2 separate regions of the Zea mays genome follow, and region 2 is linked to region 1. A link is a contact called in public Hi-C data. All regions are on one chromosome and are shown on one strand. Each heading gives the region's core, a stretch centred on a gene start, on an enhancer-like site or on the middle of the called end of the contact. The rest is flanking DNA. Distances are from core to core; before and after follow the strand shown. Region 1 holds the start of LOC103653350 (brassinosteroid LRR receptor kinase BRL3). Region 2 holds the start of HDA108 (histone deacetylase 108).

The links. Hi-C and Micro-C count contacts between places; a contact is called where the count stands out from the background.
Region 2: a contact with region 1 is called in a Hi-C map of ear, with 2.0 times the contacts expected there. The contact joins the promoter of HDA108 here to the promoter of LOC103653350 in region 1. A contact is called at or near these places in 2 of 25 Hi-C or Micro-C datasets (ear and tassel).

Annotation. Positions count from the first base shown.
Region 1 is chr4:68,459,317-68,465,918 of Zm-B73-REFERENCE-NAM-5.0, forward strand. LOC103653350 (brassinosteroid LRR receptor kinase BRL3) reads right to left here and starts at 3,106. Exons shown (of 3, transcript XM_020552551.3): 1 at 2,779-3,106; 2 at 1-2,488. The coding sequence starts at 2,366. AKHSDH1 (Bifunctional aspartokinase/homoserine dehydrogenase 1, chloroplastic) reads right to left here. Exons shown (of 19, transcript NM_001111855.2): 19 at 5,675-6,301. The coding sequence ends at 6,056.
Region 2 is chr4:68,670,213-68,676,566 of Zm-B73-REFERENCE-NAM-5.0, forward strand. HDA108 (histone deacetylase 108) reads right to left here and starts at 1,634. Exons shown (of 6, transcript NM_001111431.1): 1 at 1,092-1,634. The coding sequence starts at 1,634.

The DNA.
Region 1 (6,602 bases), core at 1,856-4,355:
AAACGGGATGCTGGAAATGTACTGAGCTGCCCTGACGTGGGTATCTCACCAGTGAGGTTGTTGTTGGAGACGTCGAAGTCAGCTAGGAAATTTAAACACCCCAGTCCAGCAGGGATGACACCGGTGAGGTGATTGTGCGAGAGGTCAAGGACACCAATCGCCTTCAACCCTGTGAACGCATCTGGAATTGCACCGGTAAGGTCATTATGCCCCAGGTTAAGGACATCAAGATACGTCATGTTCCCCAGGCTCGCCGGAATTGTGCCTGTGAGGCTGTTGTACGAGAGATCAAGGAATATCATGCTCCCACTTTGGTTGAAGGTGTACACTGTCATCCCAGTGTATATCCTCGTGGAGGCACACGAGTGCACAGCAGGGAACTGGGCCAGCCGCTCCGGACGGATGTCAAAGAACTCGAACAGCACTCCAGCACCTGGGCAGATGTTGCCAGCCTCATTCCTCAGGAACGCGAACTGCTTCCCAGAAACCATGCCTCCAGTGATGAGCCCTGCCTGTGCTGCTAGCTGCGGCGGTATCGCACCGGAGAAGTTGTTGCTGTTGAGATCAAGCCAGATGAGGTTGCTGCAGCGACCAAGCTCTGCTGGCACAGGACCAGAGAGTGAGTTCCTGTGCAGCTGTAGAATGGCGAGCTTCTGGAGGTTCCCGAAGCCGGCGGGGACACTCCCGGTCATGCTGTTGCCGGCAAGTGACAGCCATATGAGATTCACGCACCTGGTGATGGAGACAGGGATCACTCCGGTTATGTTGTTGTAGCTTATGACCAGTGTCTTCAGTGCTGTGCTGTTGGAGCATAGCGTGTCTGGTATCTCACCGGAGAGACTGTTTGCCCACATGACCAAATCAACAAGCTTAGGAAGCAACAGTACTTCAGGCGTGATCGGACCAACCATGAGGTTGAAGCTGAGGTCCAGTGACTCCAGATTACTGCAGTTGCCGAGTGAGGGCGGCACGGTTCCATTGATGTAGTTGTTGGGTAGGAGCAGCTTTCTGAGTGATGGCAAAGATGAACACAGCTCGGGCATGATCTCTCCTTCCAGCATGTTAGACCCGAGATCAATGACTTCAAGCAAAGGGCAGCCAGCTGCTAGCGTGGGCAGAGGATTTGTGCCTGTGATATTGTTGAACGGCAGCCTCAGCACACGCAGAGAAGAGATCTTGCTGATCACAGTGATCACAAAGTCACCTGACAGCTGGTTGCTACCCAGATCGAGCACCTCAAGCGATCTGCATCCTGAGAAGCTCGCTGGCAAACCGCCAACCAATTGGTTGCTTGACAAGTCTAGCTGAACCAGCGTTCCGCACAGGAGGCTCAGCTCATCCGGGATTTCCTCGGTGAAGTTGTTCCCGGCAAGTCCGAGTCGCCGCAATGCTCGGAAGCCCCCCAGGAACTCCGGTACTCGGCCCGACAGAATCTTGTTCCCAGACATGTCTAGTTCCCTGAGGTGGTGGCAATTGGCAAGACTCGGTGGCAACCCTATGGTGGCGCTCAGTCTGTTGTACGAAAGATCAAGCACGGAGAGATTTGCACAGCCACCAAACTGATACCTGGAGATGTCCCCGGAGAAGTTGTTCCCAGCGATGCTCAGGCGTGTCAAACTGGCCGGCGCCGTGGCCAAGAGCCTGCCGGGGAGGGCGCCGGACATGAGGTTCCCTGAGAGATCAAGAACAGAAACCTGGCTGCACTGCGCGAACCGTGGTGGGAGCTCTCCGGTGAGCTGGTTGGCCGAGAGGTTCAGGTGCCGAATGCCGTGGCAGGCACTCAGGGAGTAGTTCAGCAAGCCGGCGTCTGACAGCTCGTTCCTGGACACGTCGAGCGTCCGCAGCGACGACGCGAACGGGAAGCCGCCTCCGCCGGTGAAGGTGTTGCCGGACAGGTTCAGCAGCCGCAGGCTGCTGCAGGACGCCAGGAACGCCCGGGGCAGCGTCCCGTTGAGAGCGTTCGACGACAGGTCCACGTCCACGAGCGCGCACCGCGGCGGGGCCCGGTGGGTGAGGTCGCCGTGGAAGGCGTTGCCACCGAGGAGGACGCTCCGGAGCGCCGGGAGCGCGAGCAGCTCGTCTAGGTGGAGGCGGCCGACGAGGGACATGCCGCTGAGGTCGAGCGCACGGACGTGGCCGCCCACGCACGAGACGCCGGCCCACTCGCACGGCGAGGCGGAGCCGGAGGTCGAGTTGGGCTCCGCCCAGCTCGCGAGCCTGCCGGCCTGGTCGGCGGCTACGGAGGCGCGCTTGAACGCGAGCAGCGCCGCTGCCTCGTCGCCTGTCCCGGCAGCAACCGCGCGCGGCGACAGGTGGAGCAGCAGCAGCAGCATAAAGACCGGCGCCGCCGTACGAGCGGCGCCCATGGATGCCTTCTTCCTGCTGTCCAGATGATGGGGAGAAGGAGAAGACCATAAATTGGCGCTCTGCTCTGCTCTGCGTCGCTTCACATCGAAGCGGGGTTAATCCTGAGGGAATTCGAGTGCGCCTGCATGCGAAAGAACCGAATTTGTTTTTTATTTAAATAATCAATATCCTCCGCCCGGAATCATTTGAACACTTCGTGAAATTTTGAGATAGAAAATACACGTAGCTACGTGAGTGCAAAGCAAAACCGATATGCAATTAACTGCTCAACTATGAGCAAGTAAGTCTGCCCGCAATCTGTTCGATAGAAATGCTAGCAAGACAAAACCAAATGGAAGTTATTTATGTATACTTGTTATCTTATATAGAAAAGAAAAGAAAAGAAAGGTGAGACAGATACAGAATTCCAACCTTGGTTCGGTTCAGTAATTTCTTCGTGGCCGTAAACCGCATCAAGAGCACATCATTTCATAGGCGGCCAAGGGGTGGAACTCCTCGCCGTCGCCGTTGCGGTTGGAGAGCCGGACACGGGGCCACAAGGTGGGGTGGAGGGGATGAGCAACCAGGAAAACACTGGTCGATCGCGAGCAAAGCAGGCTGCTGTGCCGGCCGGACGAAACCAAAAAATAAAAATGACCCGGAAATGGAGCAGGAGTAGTCGGGATGATTTGGCAAGATTCCGACGAAGATGTCGGGGCAGATTTGGAACTCTGGTGATATTCTTTGTTTTTGTTTTGCGTGCGCATGCCGGGCTCGTGGTGCGGTCAAACTTGGACCCGACCTCTTTAGCCTTTTGCTGTGTGCGGTCGCTTTTTGTACCATTTGCATCGCAAAAGCCAGCCTTATTTACTATACTGTAGTTTTTCTAGGAACCAACACAAGGCGTGCCCGAATTTGGGTCTACGGGCAAGTGCACAAGTATTTCCAACCCTGTCACATAAATGCGATGAAACTATGAATTAAAAATGTCTCTCAATACTATTTTATGTTACTATTTTATAGGATAACATATCAATTAAATGTCGCAACTCAATGGCTAATAGAAGTTAGTAATTATATTTATATGAAATAAATCAATCTTAATGGATGTTTCATATAGTTTCTAAGATCTTGGAAACGAGTTGACATAGTTTCATCTCTATAAAACTAATTTTATCCCATAAAACTCAATCCTCTTAAATATGATGCCATGTTTAAAAATCTGATGATGTGGCACACTATTAAATATGAATAAAACCATCGTTAAAAATAGCCTAAACTACCATGTATCACTAAATTTTTAGTAAGTTTTAACGACGTGTTAATAGGATGAAAACAAAAGGTCAAGACAGACTCTTTCCTGTTTTAGTTTTTTGTATTTTACTAAGATGAGTATCTGTGCGGTTGCAATGGGAGAATAATACCTCGTACGTATTGATTCATGCTGTACAAAATCAACTAAACAAAAAAAGAACTATATAAAACCTACTGTGGTTCTATTGTTTTCTTTCTTACAGCATCATATACATATGGGTGTATTTATTCAAATAAAATTTATAGCATCACTTGGGATTGCTTGCTATGATACTAACTGTATATCAGATACAATATAATCACTATCATCACGTTCCAGGGTCCATCTAATACAATAAGGGTTGGTTTCGTGACAAGGGAATAGCAAAGGATTTCCTACCCATGTATCTTCTTCAATTCACTTGTCACCGAACCAGCCCTAAATAAGAGAGAGGCAAAACTGGACAGTGACGATGAACTAAGGGTACGAATTTAAAGTTCTCTATAACATATGTTCTACGATAGGATGCAATTGCAGTGAATAATGCAATGCATCCACGCTGGGTAAAGCAAACTTCAACAGGTGCTTAATATCCTTCTATATTGATTCCTTCTATATTGATAGGAATAAAGATTTTAACAAAAAATAGTCTTCAATGTTTTTTAGTAAGATATTTAAATATTATGGAGAGTAGGGCTGATTCTCTAGAGCGTGTACAAATTGGAGAGAAAGAAAGTATAGAGTAATTTTTATTCATATGGCTCTCCAAACAAGATTTAGAAAGCGAGTTTAAAAAAGACTCTTGAAAATGCTCTTAATATTAAAGATCTTTTCTATAACTGGAGTGGAACTCGTCTATGATTAGCTAGTCCATGGCACGTGTAGTCATTATAGTAAGGAACATTAAAATTTAATATACTGGAAGATCATTAACTTATATGATTGTTTCAGTTAGATTTATGTAATACCAAGGTTTTAAGTACCTTATGAAACCTTGACCTTGCTAAGTCATTCATAGTTTGTGATGCATCATTCATATATAGTGCACATATGACATCTATCCATAGTTTGTGATCTTGTAATCAACTAAAAAAATATCACTTTGAGGAAGTAGATTTTGAAATTCTGATTAAACACTTGAAAATATGCCCAAATAAACGTTGAAGTGCAACATGTGTACTTTACAATCGGTGACAACGTTGGGCAATAAGTTAAGACCAAACACGTTTGTGTTGGACCTTGGTTGAACCCAGTGTTGTTGTTGTTTTTTTTTCAACACAGCCAAAAAGTGATGGTCAGTTCTGAAAGTCGATCTTTGGAGCTTAATCAACCAACTTTTCATGGATGAACCTTGTTCAACTTTGATACAGATTCAAAGCCGAAAGTTTGGACTCTGCTAACGTACCTTTTGTATCTGACGTTTGAACACTAATTAGCCTCCCTTTAATTGGTTGAGCTTAAACTGTTTCAAAAAACTAGGAAACTGAATTCAGTTCTCAGTTTTGCCAAAAACTTGGAGCAAGTGTATCCTGCAAACCTTTGATCTCTTATTGTTACTCCTTGAAGCAAAGTTGTAGCTCTCTCCCCTCGCTGTTAAAACGCCTCGCCGCCGGCAGCCCTCCCTCTTTTCCCTGTTTCCAACACCATCCACAAAATTTCACGTGCGACAAAATTCACCGTCACTGCTGGTTCACCACCATCCAATTTCCTTTCGCCCATCCCAGTCCCAGCAGCTCTTGACACCGGGTTTGCCCACCACGATCATCATCCGCCATCGCAGCCGCAAGCGCCCTCGCCATGGGCAGCTGTCTAGGCGTAGTTTCTCTCCGTCTTCTCCGCGTGGAGCTCACCGGCTCGGTTGTTTCACCGTGGGTGCACAAAGACGCGCCATAAAGCATCTCTTCCTTGTCGTCGTCGACGCCACCACCCCCACCGGCTCCGGCTACGTCCACGGCGGTGGCTGGCTGTCGGACTGGCTTTGGGAAGAAGGGATTGTTGTCTGGGGACAGTTCCAGAACATACCCAAATCAAAGTACGAACCAAACCAAACCAAGCCAAATGATCCAGGTATATATTTATGGTGACACCAATGAAGTAACGTGTGGATACATTCCTTACAGCCCAGCCTTTTTTTTATTTGGTTCTTCACTAGACTCGCCATTTTGGCTTGGCTTACTGTCAGCAACCGAACAAACCTGGAGACTCCACACAAGATTATTGCAACACGCAAGAACGGTGAACGGATTCCATTCCCTCCAATACGACCTTCTAACTAAGACACCCAACCCTTAACACCCCAGAACTCACTTAATCCATACTTACTCCAGCTATTCCAAGCACTAACAACAACAACAACAAAAAAAACCAGTAGTAGAGCAGCAACACAACACCACGGCACCGCAAAACCTTGACAGACTACGAGGGGGCACCAAGGTAGGAAGACAGGCGCAGTATGTCGCAGAAGACGCCTCCTGCAGTCACTTCTGCACCAGCCCCCGGACCTCGCACGATCAGTGGCTGATCCTTGTACCTCGAGGTGGTGAAGGCTATGATGTTGTCGGAACCAGATAGCTGCGCGAACGGGTGGTCCCTCTTGTAGGCTCGCAGCTCCACCTGCCCCTTCTTGTTGACCACATCCACCACTCCAACATACCGCAGGACCTAGATACAGAGATGGATCAGTGGATTCTTGTATAATTAAGATTCTGGAAACATATCTGGAGATGTGAGATGTGCTATTGGCAAAGGTCAGGTCAGTAGTTACTGAAAGATTAGCGTTAAGTGGTCACATGTCAAACGGTAATACTTTATGTTTGCAAATGCTTCCCAGGAGAGAGAGAAAAACTACACCGGCCATTTATGTACCAACCCTAACAGAACTTGCCCTGATTGGCCTGTAGTGAGTGATGTGCAAGTGGAGACATGATTATATGCACATTTTCCTAAGGCATACTCTTGACCA
Region 2 (6,354 bases), core at 384-2,883, 210 kb after region 1:
ACAAGTACGCATGCACTGAGTAAATAGGCATTAGTTCACATTAGGTACAGAATAACTAGGCATGTGAAAGTAGACATGGTTTCAACAAAAGATGGAGAAACGGCTTTCTTTGGCAATAGGGCAGTTTTCTCTCTCTCGAATACAGAGGAAGACTTCGTATCGTAGTTTTAAGAAGTAGAGAAAATAATTACAAGAGACAAATTCATGCTACACCTTACTTGTTCAAGGAACACACGTGACTGAAACTGAAAAAAAAAACGCTCAACCCGAACAACTAACACGACCTTTAGGAGGCAGCAGCAAAAGCTCCGACAAACCCTTTGTACTAGCAACATGGCAGTGTTGTTTAGAAAGCAAATGAAAGCAGCTTCCACTTGCCATTTCCCTTTTAAGATGTTTATAAATACCAGAAAATGATGATCACCAGTATATTCTCACATACATAATCTAAAATTACAAAAAGAAGGCAGTCAAAGTCAAACACGTGCAGTTGCACACAAATACCAAGCTCTAATAGCATAAAGCAATAAACATCTACACATAGGACAACCCAAACTTCTGAAATGCATTACAAACAGTTCCTTAAACTCCTAGTTTGACTGGAAGCAAACAAATAGTATATAAATTAATCACATGGGTCTCTGAATTGGGCATCATGACAAACAAACTTTTGCTCCTGCAAAACTTTAAGGCGCTCCACCCACAAATCCCAAAACCCTAACATCAACGCCATTAGAAACCATTACATTCGATATCCAAATCTAGACCTAATAAACCCTCCCCTCCAACGATGGAAGTTGACCAACCAAAGCCAAAGAGTTCAGATTAGTGCCCCTATAACTTAAGTGGTTACTGAATTGGAAATGCAAAATCTGTTGCCCCTGTGAAACTCAAAGCAATCTCCAGATCAGTGTCCTACTCATCCACTCACAAGAATCACAAATGCTCAACAATCACATGAACCGATCAAAAAATCACTAAAACTTCACATCTAAATCCAGCAATTAATCTAATAAACTCTCTCCTCCGAAAACAAAGCCAAGTGTCCAACATTTAAATGTAACTAGTAAAAGGTAAATTAACACGCGAACCCTGTGGAACTTGAGGAGCTCGAGGATGGCGAGGACGATGTCGTTGACGTAGCAGAACCCGGAGGCCTCGCTCTTCTTGGCGTGGTGGAGGCCGCCCGCCCAGTTGACGGTGATGTCGGCGTCCCCGCGGTTAAGCTTGACGGCGGCGCCGATGCTTCCCCCAGCGGAGGCCTGGCAGAAGGGGAAGAGACCGTCGAACACGGGGCAGTCCTCACCGACGTTAAAGCGCTTAATGGCGCGCGGGTCGAGGACACCCGGGTTTCCGGTGGCGGACGCGAGGAAAGCGACGTAGTCGTCGGAGTGGAAGCGGCGGATGTCGGCCTCAGAGGCCGGGTAGGGGCGGGAGAGCTCGAGGAGGCGGTGGAGGCCGTAGTGGACCACCAGCGAGTGCGCCATTCGGATGCGGTGGGGCTTCATCGGGTGACCTTGCCCGTAGTAGTAGTCTCCGATCGACGGCTCGTAGAAATAGCTGACGCGGCGGCGGTGCGCATCCTCCCCGCCCGCCGGAGACGGCAGCGACGCGCCCTCACCAGAAGCCGCCATTCCGCCTGAGATGGTTGAAGGTCCTCACAAAGATAGTCAAGTTGCGGCCGAGGCGGTTTTCTTTATAATTTCGGGGTTTAGGCAATCGGCACTCATCGTACCCTAAATTTCTATTTAAAAAAAAATATTTGGTCTGCGTCATTAACATTTTGAAATACATTTATTCAAACTCTTGCATCTACAACTACTTCATAGGTCATGTTTAAGATACGTCCAACTTCAGAAAATCTGATAGAGTTAGTGGAGCAGATCATTAGATACTCTAAAAATCGTAAAACTGTAGTTGTGTTTAAAAGGCATTTAGATAAGTAATTTTGTTTATTATTTAGATCAAAACTATTTTTAAAACTATTTAAATTTATATTATAAACTACATTTCAACACTAGAACTGGAACTGTAGCCATCCCAAACATCTCAACCATGTGCAATGTTTATTATTTAGATCAAAACTATTTTTAAAACTATTTAAATTTATATTATAAACTACAGTTCAACACTAGAACTGGAACCTGTAGCCATCCCAAACATCTCAACCCTATGTAAACTGTCACATTTTTATCAATATATATATCAACACATCCACCGCAAGTCCCACCACCCACCTGCTTTGTCTTTGTCTCGGTTGCGACACCGTGAAAGAGAGTGTGTGATGGTATCGAACACCATGGACTCCACATTTGGGGTACAGGAGGGCCTACTGGAGAATGCAGTAGCACATGTAGTACTCCAGTGCACCAATATTTACCGTAAAATGTGACTACAATTGGCTTTGGAGTAGACGAGTGCGAACAGCCTTAGAACAACTCCAACCGACAGTGTAAAACAACCCAATAGCGTTTCTAGGGGAAAATAGTTGTTGCCCCTCCAACAGTCCCCCTTCTTCTCCTCAATAGCTTCACGTCTCGCATCCGTTGGCTTTGGTCTCGCAAATTTCCATGTCACGAGATTTCCCCTAATCGCCCTACCGCGTGTCCTTAGTTGCTTCCCACGTTTTTGCCTCGCATGTAGTACTAGTGGTGGTAGAAGGCGGAGAGGCTCGAGCGGCGGTGGAGGAGGCGGTAGAGGCTTGTGCGGCGGTGGATGAGGCGGAGGAAGAGGCTTGTGCGGTGGTGGAGGTGGCAGCGTCAGATACCGATCGCACGCTCTGGTTCTTCAAATATGTCGACGCCTTTCATCGGAAGTAGGATTCCCTAAAGGCAGATGGTTGGCGCTGGATCCATCGACTGCGACGGTGGAGGCGCTTTGCAAGCAACAAACCAAGGTGGAGGACCTTCCCGCCCTTTGCTGCCAGGACTTGACAGGGTTGTCGTAGATCCATTTGCATCATCCACGTTTGGAAGCAACGATGGCTTCTCTACATCCTTCGACAAAGCTGCAAATGGAATGAAACTTGTCCATTTTCCTTCGATTAATTTTCTGTGTTAAACTTTATGGTTACTATGAATTGGTTGTTATGTTGATTGCTTAGTTCTTGACTCAATAGATGAAGAAGTCTTGGATAAATGCCATGAATTCATTTGAAACAATATATATTTCTGTTGCCACTATGAATGCAGCTTATATAAGCTTAGCTTGCCTTGCTGCATGAACCTACATTGGTGGTAGATGCATTACTGATGTTCTCAAACTTCACTGCAATGCAAATGGTTCAGTGGGATATGTTGGAATAATCATATTAGCTTTAGCATACCATTACTATTGGGACATGTTGGCTTAGTGGGACTCAATATTAACCTTTAGTGGGATCTGTTGGAATAATCATATGAACATGTGCCAAGTAAAGTTCAACCGACAAGCTTTTAGTGGCTGATGGTTTAGACAGTCCTATCCTCAACCAAGCTATTTTCATATCATGATCTTCTTCCTTCTAGTAAGCTTTTGTGACTCCCTCTTTAGTAGCCTTTTGAGAGCACCTAGAGGGGGGATGAATAGGTGATCCTATAAAATTCAACACTAATAGCCACAAAAACTTGATTATGAAAGTTAGAACGGCTAAGTAGCTTGAAACCAGTTCTTGTGAACACAGATAATCAAATAGAAAGCACACAAGAGACACGCGATTTTATCCCGTGGTTTGGCCAAGTAACACTTGCCTACTTCCACGTTGTGGTGTCCCAATGGACGAGAGTTGCACTCAACCCCTTTCAAGTGATCCAATGATCAGCTTGAATACCACGACTTTTCTTCCTTATCTCTTTTTCCCGTTTGCGAGGAATCTGCACAAGTTGGAGTCTCTCGCCCTTACAACAAAGATCACAATGAAAGCACAAGAGTAAGGTTGGGGAGCAACGCACACACACACGCACACAAGCCAAGACTTGAGCTCAAAATGAAGCACAAAGAGTTCACAACTAGAACGAAGCTCAAATCACTAACACAATCGAGCAAGTGCGCGGAGATGGAGTGTGGGAGACTTAGAATGCTTAGTGAATGCTTGGGTAGCTCCTCCATGCGCCTAGGGCCCCCTTTTATAGCCCCAAGGCAGCTAGGAGTCGTTGGAGGCCAACAAGGAACGCCAAAGTTGCCTTCTGTCGGGTGGCGCACCAGACAGTCCGGTGCACCACCGGACAGTCACTGTAGACAGTTCGGTGCGGATCTCCTTCCTTTTCTGGCGCAGACGACCGTTGTAGATTCGTGGCAGTTGGCGCACCGGACACTGTCCGGTGCACACCGGTCAGTCCGGTGCCCCTGCCGACCGTTGGCGCGGGCCACGCGTCGCCCGCGGATTGCGCGGCCGACCGTTGCGCTGGCGACAGTTGGCTCACCAGACAGTCCGGTGCACCACCGGACGGTCCGGTGAATTATAGTCGTACGCCGTCGATTTTTCCCGAGAGTGGCATGTTCACCGGAAGCCAGCCTGGCGCACCGGACACTGTCTGGTGCACCACCGGACAGTCCGGTGTGCCAGACTGAGCTGGACTTCGGCTGTACACAACCTAGTCACTTGCAATCCTTTTCTTCTTTTCTTTTCTCTGTTTCTAGCACTTAGACAATATATGTTATTACTCAAAACAATGTACTAAGTCTAGAAATGTACCTTGTTACATGATTTGCACCTTTTGCTTGTTTGGCACATAATATCTCACTCACTATGTGTTGGACACTTAATCACCAAAACATTATAGAAATGGCCCAAGGGCACATTTCCCTTTCAATCTCCCCCTTTTTGGTGATTTATGCCAATACATCAAAAAGCAATGCAAAACATGCAACATTGATTCAAATTGAAGACCAAATTGTTTTTGATTCTAATTTGGCATATTTGGATCATTCTTTGCCACCACTTGGTTTGTTTTTGCAAATCAAATTTATTTTCCTATCTCTAAGTCAAACACACTTGTTTAGACACAAAGAGAGATATTCCAATGGAAAAATTGATCAAGTGCCAAAAACTCCCCCTTTTTCCCATAATCATAAATTTTCCCCCACAAGAGGCCAAATTTTGCAATAAGAGTATTTTGGACAGATCAAAAATCCTAACTCTACTACAAAATTCTCAAGTGGTAGCTGATCCATTTGCTTTGACCTTAATTTCTCCCCCTTTGGCATCAAGCACCAAAACGGGATCATTCTTGGCCCTTTAACCCCATTGCCTCACCAAAATTGTCAATTAAGAGCAAAAAGGCAATAAGATCATAAGAATGAACTTGGAGGTGAGTACACTAATACTGGAGTGCAGTGGAAGTCTTTGCATGGTCCAAGTTCACCTTTTCCCTTTCAATGCACCTTTGAGACTACATCAAGTAACTCAAACACAAGGGTTAGTCTCAAAGGGTCAAGTTGTAGCACTTCTCCCCCTAAATGTGTGCATCATTCACACATGGACTTTTGAGATCCGAGGATCCCTTGCACAACTTGAGCACCATAAATACGCAACAAATTGCATAAATGTATAAGTAACATGATCAAAGGCATAAAACACATGTATGCTATAGATCAATCCAAGTTACGTGAATCTAAGACATTTAGCTCACTACGCAGCCTGCAAAAGGTTTTCTCATCTAACGACTTGGTAAAGATATCGGCTAGCTGGTTCTCGGTGCTAATATGGAAAACATCGATATCTCCCTTTTGCTAGTGGTCTCTCAGAAAATGATGTCGGATGTCTATGTGCTTAGTGCAGCTGTGTTCAACAGGATTATCCGTTATGCAGATTGCACTCTCATTATCACATAGGAGTGGGACTTTGCTCAGATTGTAGCCAAAGTCCCGGAGGGTTTGCCTCATCCAAAGTAGTTGCGCGCAACACTGTCTTGCGGCAACATACTCGGCCTCAGCGGTGGATAGGGCAACAGAGGTTTGTTTCTTTGAACTCCAAGACACCAGGGACCTTCCTAGGAATTGGCACGTCCCTGATGTACTCTTCCTATCAACCTTGCATCCAGCATAATCGGAATCTGAATATCCAATTAAGTCAAAGGTAGACCCCTTTGGATACCAGATCCCGAAGCAAGGCGTAGAAACTAAATATCTAAGAATCCGCTTAACGGCCACAAGGTGACATTCCCTTGGGTCAGATTGAAATCTAGCACACATGCATACGCTAAGCATAATATCCAGTCTACTAGCACATAAATAAAGTAATGACCCTATCATAGACCGGTATGTATTTTGATCAACGGACTTACCTCCTTTGTTGAGGTCGACATGTCCGTCGGTTCCCATAGGTGTCTTCGCGGGCTTGGCGTCCTTCATCCCAAACCGCTTGAGAAAATCTTG